3 separate regions of the Sus scrofa genome follow, and all the other regions are linked to region 1. The links are chromatin contacts, called in public HiChIP or PLAC-seq maps. All regions are on one chromosome and are shown on one strand. The core of a region is the stretch at or near the end of the contact, and the rest is flanking DNA. Distances in the headings are between cores, read along the strand shown.

Region 1 (3,418 bases), core at 580-3,079:
CCCCTCGAGATTTATCAGGATCTAAGTGTCTTCATGCTCTGTGTTCTTTCTGCACCAGGAATCCCACTCCCATCTTCTTAGAGTCAGGTATATAATTAATAATTCCTGAACCCCATTTTGCCCAGTGGAGTAAATTCTTGTTTGGAACACATCTGCCCAAGAGTGACGCAACAGTGGCAACGGGGAGAGTGAGCTAAGGGCATAAGGCAACTGAAGCCTGAATTTAAACTCAATGGAAAATATTATCTTAGTTGAAAAGTATTAAACTCAAGAATCATAAGAATTGTCCAAATTTACCCTCTTGCACAGATGGGTTTGAATCTGAGCAGGAGCATGAAAGGGGGTTGAAAGATGAAAAGTGTTATACAGTCCAAAGAAAGAGACTGTCCCATTTGGGTGGGCTTACAGTTTTGTTTTAGTCTTTCCCATACAATGTTCCAAGAAATTTGGTTCTATTTTATAGCTTAGGGGATTGAAAAAGAAACTATGTCTGGAAAAAAAAAGGAGGGGGGGAGTGGGTGGTGAGGGAGGTGGGTGATTAGGGAAAAGCCCGGGGCAGCCAGAGCTCCTGGATACTGAAGCCAAACCCTGTCTCATTCCAACAGCTCATCTTCCTGTAAAACTCAGGGCTCCCCACCCTGCCCTTGAGCTGTTCTTCCCCAACCCAGGACCCTCTGGGGTCCCCTACCTTGCTCAGCCTTCCATGAGTTCAAAGCCCTGGGGCTGGCCGAGAGAAGAGCTAATCCAATCTTAAAAAAAAAATCATACTTTATGAAGGGGTTCGCCAGTCTTTCCTCCTCAGAACAGAAGTCACTGAGTTTTCCCATAAGGGACCTGAAACAATCTCTTGTGCTTTAAAAGAGGGGGTGTATGTACATTTAACTGCTGGGATTTCACTGGGAGATTTTAAAATTCCATCACACATATAAGAAGCCAAACATGCCATTAGGCTGATCAAAACCGGCAAACCCAGGGTCATTCTCTAAAGGACACCCCACGTGTGGCCTTCCGGATGCTGAGGGGATGAGGAAGGGGCGAGGCCCAGAAAGCCTGCCCTCCTTCCTGAGGCTGGCCCCTTGTCTGCCCAGGCCATGGGCTTCCTGCCCTTTGTGTTACTGAGAGGCCACGGACAAAAGAATCCATTTAAAAGGGTCACATTCAAGGTCATTAGACAAAAGGTAACTCTGGAACATATGGACAAGGCCTAAAAACTGTGGGTAGTTTTCCAGTCTTGAAACCACCCTGACCTGTGGGAATGATGAGCTCCTCTCTCGATCCGAAAGGCAAATAACAAATATATGGCAAAACTTATATTTACATTGTACAAAATGTTTTCCCCTCATGACTTCATTTGGTACATTTTTATTGACAAGCAGAAAATGTACTGATGCTTTGACTGGTGTACACATATTTTCACCCTAATAGTCGGTCAGACAAGTCACTCGAAGATATTTGCTTTGCCTGGACGCTTGCCTAAAATAACCATCGCCAGGAGGACGTGCCATACTTGCCGTGTGAGTCATTACGAAGAAGATAATAATGTAACAAACCTGAAAATTGTCTAAATACCGTCCCCTAGGATAGAGGGGGTTCGGATAATGTTATGACTAAGGTCTAAGCAGGCATGAAAAAAATGCAAATAACCTCAGTGCTTTAAACAAAAGATGTCATATTCTCAAACTCGGTCATGCCATGCCTTTTCCTTTAACTACTTGGTAGCTTCTTTGGGGCCTTGACCTCTTTTTTTCTGAGTCTTAGGACAGGGGCTGCTTCAGCCCATGTGTAAGCAGTTACGGTGAAGCGGAGCCTCAGCCGGGCCCCAAACAGGGAAGTCTTAAAAGTCATTTCCTCTCACCAGCTTCTCCAAGGATCATCTGACATGGTTCAAAATGCACTTCTGTCACATACTGGCCTTGTGACTCGAGCCAACGGCTCCGAATGTTCTTTCTCGAGCTTGGAGGGTGCTGAACAAATAACCCTAAAATAATGCTCTTCCAGGGCTCACGTTTTATGAGCCCGTGATTTTGACAAAGACACTCGGATTCTCAGGGGAGCAAAAGTTCTTATGGGGTCGGTCACCTGAAAACCCCAGCTTATACTGATTTCTCCTCTGGTTTTTGCTTTGTTTTTCCCTTTGGATATGTTTTTCATACTGAAAAATTAGCACCTGCCTATGACTGCTTTGTGCGCTGCTGAATGATGTCCACGTAAATACAGACGCACACAGGTGCCCACACACACACTTCTCAGGCTGCCTTGTTCTCTGGGTGTCTCTAGGTATGTCCTGCCTCACTGTGATGACGGAGGAGGCATTTCGTTCTCTTGCACCTTGTAGCAATGTACACCTACCAGCCCAAAGTAAAGAGCAGAAAGTCAACAGAAGAAAACAAACTCAGTCCTCAACTCCCAGAAAGGACTTATTACGTACTTGCTTTCCATGGCATCATGAAGGAATGTGGGCTCATGTGAGATTTCAAATGAGAGAAGAAATTAAGCACGTAGCCGAGCCAAACTCAAGGAGCTAACTGACTGTTTAACTTGGTATAGTCTCACCGTTGATACTGATCTTTCACTGGACCAGGAGTCAGACGCCATTGTTTCCTTTGTCATTTATCCACTTAGCATGTGACTCTGAAACAATCAGCTGCACAGGGCAGGGACACTCTGCCTTGCCCACCTCTGGATTTCTAGCACCCAGCATAGTGCCTGGTATAAAGTGGCTCAATAAATAATTTTTGAATGAAAAAAACTGGGCCAGTCATTCAATCGCTATATTCCTCCCTCAGTTTTCTCACTTGCAAAATGGAAATTATAACTGGTCTACCCATCCTAAGAGACTGATAAAATGAACAGACGGAGTTAGGATTTGAACATAAAAAGTATTACACGAAGGCATTTTAATATTGGCATGTCTATTAAATACGTTTGTTTATATGAAAGGCCAATCAGTGGCAAATGGTTCAGCCTCCCCTAGCTTTCATTTTTTATTTTTTGGCATAAGTATGGTTAGCCCTTAATCCTCTCAGGTTTGTAAATGACTGTGCTTCTTCCACATATCAGAAACCAAGAATTGGTTGAAGGTCTTGAGTAAGTCTCAGGATGGGAAATAAATGAATTTAGAATCCACCAAAAGAAGAAGAAGGTCGGGGGCGGGCAGTGGGGGAGTGGAGAGGGAAAAGGAAGAGGGGTGGAGGGAGAGTATTCTGAGTCATATGTTAAAACAATAAAGAATAGCCCATTACATGAGAAAATGTTTTTGGCTTTAGATGTTCAATGACCCTATAAAGGCAAGACACTAACTGGAATCTTCCAAATATTGTTCCCTAATAAGTTTCACTAACTCCCTAAAGAGGCATTCTAAGCTACGAAGGGAAATTAGAGTATAGCATTCTTGGACCCTATGTGCCTATAATTAAAT
Region 2 (3,418 bases), core at 369-2,868, 240 kb after region 1:
AGATCAGTTAAAGAGAGATGAACAGAAGGCCCAGAACTTCAGCCAGAGGAGCTTTAACATTTAGAAATTAAGTAATAGAAAAGGACCCAGGGAGTTCCTGTCATGGTTCAGTGGTTAACAAACCCGACTAATATCCATGAGGATGTGGGTTCGATCCCTGGCCTTGTTCAGTGGGCTGCAGTGAATGTCACAGACGTAGCTCAGATCCCGTGTTGCTGTTGCTGTGGTGTAGGCCTGCAGCTACAGCTCTGATTCAGTTCCTAGCCTGAAAACTTCCATATGCTGTGGATGTGGCCCTAAAAAGACAAAAGACAAAAAAAAAAAAAAAAAAAAAAAAAAAGAAAGAAAGAAAGAAAAGGAGCCAGCAAAGGAGACTTAGAAGGAACAGCCAGAGAAAAGTAAGGAAAAATGGACGTTGAAGAGAGTGGATGAAAACCCAAGACGAAGTGTTTCAAGAAAGAAGATGCAGTTACTGTGTTGAGTACTCCTGAGTAGATGAGGAAGATGCGAATTACAGAGGTGAACATTAGAGTTGGCACATATACATGCTAACTTTAACAAGAGTAGACTCACTTGAGTAGACTGTGGTGTATGCCTTTAGGACAGGGAAAAGGTGAAAATACACTGGTAATTCTTCAGAGAAATTTAGCTGTGCCGAAGAACAGAGAAATGGAGTGAAAAGCTGAGGGGAACATGGAATCAAGAAGTTTTAAATTTTGTTTTGTTAATAAGATGGGAGATGGAACTGCCGCCACCCCATTCACACAGCTCTAAGGTCATCATTCACACTTCACTATGCAGCAACCCTGTGTTAATTTAGGCTGATTTAGTGAAGAGGGAGAGATTGCTGGAGTCTGAGAGCAAACAATCATAAAAAGAGGGATATACTTAAGAAGGTAGAAAGGAATGTACATATGATAGAAAGAGACCTACTTTCTCCTTCCTGTGAGAAAGAAGGTGCTCTATAAAGATTTGGTAGAGAGAAAATAAGAGAGCTCTCTTTTCATGAAATTTGAGGTGAGATCATCAGGTGGTAGAAGGGCTGTAGAAAGGAAAGTTGAAAAATAGTGTAGTGAGAGATAAACAAGTTTTTTTTTATACCAGTCTGGCTGTGTGGTTCCTTTTTTTCTCTCCTGCAGTGCTACACAGATGCACAGGTAGAGGCATGGAAAACATGGATGGATGGTTTATCCAAGATTGGGATATTGCTAGGCAAGTTCTAAAGAGGAAGAGGAGGACAGACTAGATTACTAGATTGAGTCATCGTCATACTCTGTGTGATTTACAAATTAGAGGTTGTAATTCCTAAATCAAGAGTTTGTTTGTAATAAACTAAGTAAAATACAGAAAGTGTTTTATATGAAGAGGTTGGGACATGATACTTAATGGACAATATCTATAGTTTTGATGTCTTTCCTTGTTGGGATCATCAGTCTTTGACCCTGTAGAGAAAACACAAGTATGATGAAGAACTGGCAGAGACAGGAAGTGTTGGTAACGTATGGGAAGCCCCTTATTTCTGTTTCCATCTACTTTTTTAAGTGCCACCTACTAGACCTCTTTTCTTCAATCTGTAGGAGCCTGTATTGCTGCCTTTAGGAGTTTGGTAGTCTTTGTTCTCAGTGCCACCTTGTGGGAAGGGTTGGTAGTGGCAGTGGTAAAGAAAGTAGGAGCTGTGTCCTGAATTCTGCATTGAAGCTCCAAATGCATTTTAGCACTGAAAACACTTTTAGACATGGCAATTAGCAATACTGTTACTTGTTATTCTTCACATGTGCTGTGGTTTAAATCAGTGGATAGGTTAGCCTGAGAACCTGACCGCTTGGTATAAAAGTGTTTCTGTGGGTCAAGACTTTTTAAGGTTCAAAGAGTGATTTCAGATGAAATTGCTAAGCTGTATATAAATAGGGAATACTTGTATTTGAGTCTTAAAATATTTTAATTGATGGCATTAAATGTATAATTTATTATCAAGATGGTACAGTTGTTTTTGTTTTGGTCTTTTTGCCATTTCTTGGGCCGCTCCAGCGGCAAATGTAGGTTCCCAGGCTAGGGGTCTAATTGGAGCTGTAGCCACCGGCCTACGCCACAGCCACAGCAACGTGGGATCTGAGCCTCGTCTGCAGCCTACACCACAGCTCACGGCAGCGCCAGATCCTTGACCCACTGAGCGAGGCTAGGGATGGAACACGCAACCTCATGGTTCTAGTCGGATTCTTTAACCACTGAGCCACAACAGGAACTCCAAGATGGTACAGTTTTGAAGATGTAAGAATTCTTAGGGTTCATTTAGCCTGCTTCATTTTGCAGATAAGACAGGTTTAAAACTAATGATTTAAAGGCACAAAGCTAGTTGTAGAACTAGACATCTGATTTCATATTTGATGCTTTTAAAAAATTATACCAGATTAGTTTACTATTAGTTATCTTATAAATATGTACTGTTACTATTTTAGCATTAAAATGAGAGCATTTTTGAATACATTAGTACCGGGGATGAGGGAAGTTGGAGATTATAGCTAAAACAAGATTGATTATGAGTTGATCATGCTGGTGACTGGGTGTTCATTTTTGTCTTTTTCTATATTTTTATATATTTGAACTTGTTCATAATTTTAAGGAAATTGGGTAACATTTAATTTTAAAGTGATGCTTTTACAGGAGGCAATAACCGATGGCTTGGAAATTGTGGTTTCACCTCGAAGTCTACACAGTGAACTAATGTGCCCGATTTGTTTGGACATGTTGAAGAATACCATGACTACAAAGGAGTGTTTACATCGTTTTTGTGCAGACTGCATTATCACAGCCCTCAGAAGTGGGTATGTTGAAATGAATTATCCTTGGTACTTAAATTATACCAGGACAGTGCTCAAGTACCTAAGGATTTTGAGAAATACATTCTGATATTTGAGAATTGGAAATGTATCTGATGTCTATGTTTTAATCATTGGAAAAATCTTTGCTTTGAAACGTGGTTTTATGCAAATTATTTTTAATTTTATTTTATTTTTGCTTTTTAGGGACATTCCTGTGGCATATGGAAGTTCCCAGGTTAGGGTTCAAATCAGAGCTACAGCTGCCCTACGCCACAGCTATAGCAACTCAGGATCTGAGTCATGCCTGCAACCTATACCCATAGCTCACTGCAACACTGGATCCTTAACCTAGTGATCGAGGCGGGATCGAATCCACGTCCTCATGTATACTAATCTGATTTGTTTCTGGTGTGCTTCAATGGGAACTCCAGCCTATGGAAGTTCCCAGGGCAGGGGCTGAATCTAAACTGCAGCTGTGACTTATGCTGCAGCTTTGGCAATGTGGGAACTTCTAACCCACTGCACTGAGCAGGGGATCGAACCTGAAGCTCTGCAGTGACCTGAGCTGCTGCAGTTGGATTCTTAACCCACCATGACAC
Region 3 (3,418 bases), core at 656-3,155, 140 kb after region 1:
CCTGTGCACTCTCAAACTTTGGTTAGGTGTAATAAGTTAATTTCAGAATGAAAAACGTAACACACTGAGTACAATGTTTGCATCAGTGGTGGTGGTAACCATGAAGTCTTCTTCAACCAAGTTAACCCCTCATATTGCTGATTACTGCAGATGGCCATGCTGCAACTTTATGTGTTTCTAAGCTTTTCCATGAAAGAAAGCTTTATAAAATAAATACCATAAACACATTTTACTGATAACTCAATGCCAGCCCCTTCTCACGATGTTCTATTACACTGTGCTTTCTGTCCCCTACACATTTGTGTAAACAAGCACAAAGTCAAATTTCACAAAGTCAAATTTCCAAGACTAAGGCATGCTTAGTTTAGCTCTTTTTCTAAGATAAATAAATCATCCATCTTTTTCCCATTTTAAATAAACAACAGCAAAGAGATACTTGACAAAATTCTCCCCCCTGAAAGGATGGGCTGTTGATGAGCTTCTGCCTCTGAAAGCACCAGAGCAGAAGTCTGGAAAATCAATTACATCGCTCTCTAGTGCCCTGATTTGATATCCTTTTAAAACGATTTTCAAGGTTGTGGTAACTGAAAACAAATATGGAATAAGGACAACTAAATAAATGCTTTTCTCTTAGAAAATGGTTCAGGAGCCAGAAAAGGGTATCAGGAAGAACTTTACTTTTTTCTTTTTCTTAACATTATTAAGTGTAATATCTAGTTTAGAAGATACTTCTAACGGGAGAAAAACACTAAACTCACAAACTAACCAAATGTTAGGTAGTGGTTGTGGGCAAAGTTTGGAGGGAGGAAAGAGAAAGAAGCCAATTACACCCAGGAGAGAAAGAATCACTATTTCCTGCAGTTTCAGCTGTTTGGTTTTTGTTTTCTTCTGCCTCACTCTTTTCACTGTATCACTATATCCCCGAAAGCCTCCCAAATGAGTTTGTCCCCATCTAAAACTTTAGCAACTGTTACACAGCAGGTCAGCGTTCCTCTTTTGCTTCCCCTCGTCTGCGGGTAAGTAAAGGTAACCACACAACATGAGAGCGTAATGACATTGTCCTTTCTGCCTCTGATGAAATCATCCCGCAAGTGACATTATGAAGTTCAAGTGAAACTTTGGCCGACGCCGCGTTTTACAAAACCAGGCCAACAGTACCAGGAGGGAAATTCTGCTTCATAGGCCGGGAATCCCCAGGGAAATCTCTAGAAGCGAGGGATATCCCCCACTGTTCTTTTTGCGGCAAGTTCAGAAAGGGCTCAGAACTGAGTCCAGGGACAGGTACAGACAGGATGGGGAGGTGTTGCTGGGCTGGGGTGGGGTGCAGAAGAGACATCGAGGCGGGCCGAGTGGAGGAACCGGGGTGGTCCCCCACTCCGTAGCCTGCACCTGTTTCTCCCAGCCTTCCGGCGGCGCTTCCCAAAGCATCCCCAGCCCGCTCACCTGGCTGCAGCGCCCCCCACCCCGGCCAGGGCTCGTGGCGAGCTGCCCTCCAGCTGGAAGAACGCTGGCTGAGAAGACGCCGTGCCCCCTGCCAGGCCCGCGCCCGCCGGAGGAGAGCGGACCGTGGAGGGCGGGGGATGGAGGAGGGAGTCTGCGGGCACCTCTGGGGTCGCGCCCAGTAGGGCCAAGGCTCGAGGCGGACCGGCGCCGCGCTCCCGGGAAGCCCCGGCGGGCGTACCTCGGATGTAGGCGCACTTGCCCTCGTCCAACTGGCTGGAGGCCGAGCCGCCCATGGCGACGGAAGGTGCAGGAGGATGCTGAGCGCGCGGCTGCCCGGCCCACTCCCCCGGCGGGAGGGACTGCCACTCCCGTCGGCGCCCGCTGCCCGCTCCTGGAAGCCGATGCGACGGAGATCTGAGCGCTGCAATTAAAGGACACACTTCCTCCGAGAGGCGCGGCCTTCTAGGGCGCCTCCTCCGGGTCCGCGCCCTCTGAGGATCTGTGGGCTGGCCCCGGGGCTGCCTTCCCGCCTTCGCTTCACTGGTGAGTTCTGAGGGGAAGTGTGGCCTGGAACGACTTTCAGCTCCTTCTCCTTCTCTTCGCTGACTTCTTATTTTCACCTCGAGTCAGAGGACAATTTCCCTGGTAATGGGAAACCCCTGTGAGCCGGACCCTTCCCCCTCACATCCCACGAGGTGGAGTTCAAAAGCCCCCTGCTTTGCACGCTCTTCCCTCCAGGACAGGAAGCAACAGTTCTCAAACATCACCTACGAACATATTAGAAATCCAAAATCTCAGCACCTCCCTCTACACACACACACACACACACACACACACACACATACACACAGATACACACACGCACACACACCCTCCCCAATTAGAAACTGGGAGTAGGGCCCAGCAATCTGTTTTCACAGGCCCTCCAGGTAATTCTGACGCCTGCTGATGTTTGAAAACCAATGATAAACTTGCCTTCCTGCAGCCAAGAAGTTGGGCCAAGGAGGAAATGGGGAATGAAGGAAAAAAAGACAGAAATAGAAAAAATTAGGGAGGCATTCCCGTCGTGGCTCAGCGGTAAGGACTCCCGCTAGTATCCATGAGGATGCTGGTTTTAACCCTGACCTCCACCGGTGGGTTAAAGATCCTACGTGGCTGTGGCTGTGGCTGTGGCTGTGGCTAGGCCAGCAGCTGGAGCTCCCATTGGACCCCTAGCCTGGGAACATCCATATGCCACATATGTGGCCCTAAGGAAAAAAAAAAAAAAAAAAAGCAAAAGTTAGGGAGAACCTGACTGTGGGTCCTACTGTATACTCCCAGTCTAGAAACTTCTTAAGACTTGATCAAAGTCTGCTCTTACACTTTTAGGTTCAGTTCCTCTCCTAGACAAACTGGAATGCGTTCATTAGAAAGGGCACTTGTTCTTTTCCCACAACCACTGTTTAGCTTGGCAGCTTTTCCCAAACAAGAACCAGCTTGGTAGAAGGGTCAACACTCATGTCTTCCTATTCTTAGCAGTCAGCTCGTAGTGACTCCTATTGACGTAACCTCCAAGGTCAAATGAGCTGTTCAGACAAGAAGCAGGTCTGAGGAGGACTTTGGAGGCTTTTTCCTTCAAAGTTAATTATCTAGCGTTTTAACACAGAGATGTCTCATACCTCACAATCTCTCACACCTTTCCAATCCATCAGTAAATCCTTTCAAATCTACTTGCAAAATATATCCACTATCCCACCATTTCTCCTCCCCTCCACTGCTATCAACCCCGCAATTTCTCACATGGATAACTACAATAGCCTCCTGAGCTCCCTCCTTCAGAAAAAAAGCCACCAAGTCTATCGCTGACATTAGGCCAGACTTCCTCTCTGCCCTCATTTCCCACCCACTCTCCCTCCCCCTTGCTCTCTTTGTTCCAGCCCTACTGGCCTTTTTGCTCTTCTGGGACACTCTAAGCTTAGGGCCTTTGCACATGCTC

Evidence for each region. HiChIP or PLAC-seq counts read pairs in DNA pulled down with a chosen protein or histone mark.
Region 2: a contact with region 1 is called in an H3K27ac HiChIP or PLAC-seq map of alveolar macrophages. The contact joins two enhancer-like sites. A contact is called at or near these places in 8 of 47 Hi-C or Micro-C datasets (embryonic fibroblasts, fetal heart ventricle, fetal liver and 4 more) and 2 of 2 datasets of contacts at active chromatin or transcription factors (alveolar macrophages and skeletal muscle).
Region 3: an H3K27ac HiChIP or PLAC-seq map of alveolar macrophages shows a contact between it and region 1. The contact joins the promoter of FAM129A here to the enhancer-like site in region 1. A contact is called at or near these places in 3 of 5 promoter capture datasets (fetal liver, fetal skeletal muscle and liver), 22 of 47 Hi-C or Micro-C datasets (adipose tissue, alveolar macrophages, blood and 14 more) and 2 of 2 datasets of contacts at active chromatin or transcription factors (alveolar macrophages and skeletal muscle).

The regions. Positions count from the first base shown.
Region 1 is chr9:126,031,257-126,034,674 of Sscrofa11.1, forward strand. All of the region lies in intron 6 of FAM129A (protein Niban-like), which reads right to left. Among named protein-coding and RNA genes, the nearest start is that of EDEM3, 50 kb to the left of the region's middle. Within about 2 kb of position 1,830, at least 22 of the 83 cell types and tissues checked have an H3K27ac peak or open chromatin away from gene starts, as enhancers often do. A contact at or near this core is called in adipose tissue, alveolar macrophages, omental adipose tissue and 3 more, where this site is marked.
Region 2 is chr9:126,271,158-126,274,575 of Sscrofa11.1, forward strand. It overlaps RNF2 (E3 ubiquitin-protein ligase RING2), which reads left to right. Exons shown (of 7, transcript XM_021102634.1): 3 at 2,662-2,822. Among named protein-coding and RNA genes, the nearest start is that of SWT1, 74 kb to the right of the region's middle. Within about 2 kb of position 1,619, at least 3 of the 83 cell types and tissues checked have an H3K27ac peak or open chromatin away from gene starts, as enhancers often do. A contact at or near this core is called in alveolar macrophages, where this site is marked.
Region 3 is chr9:126,170,674-126,174,091 of Sscrofa11.1, forward strand. It overlaps FAM129A (protein Niban-like), which reads right to left and starts at 1,906. Exons shown (of 14, transcript NM_001243219.1): 1 at 1,682-1,906. The coding sequence starts at 1,736. It overlaps RNF2 (E3 ubiquitin-protein ligase RING2), which reads left to right and starts at 1,964. Exons shown (of 7, transcript XM_021102634.1): 1 at 1,964-1,986.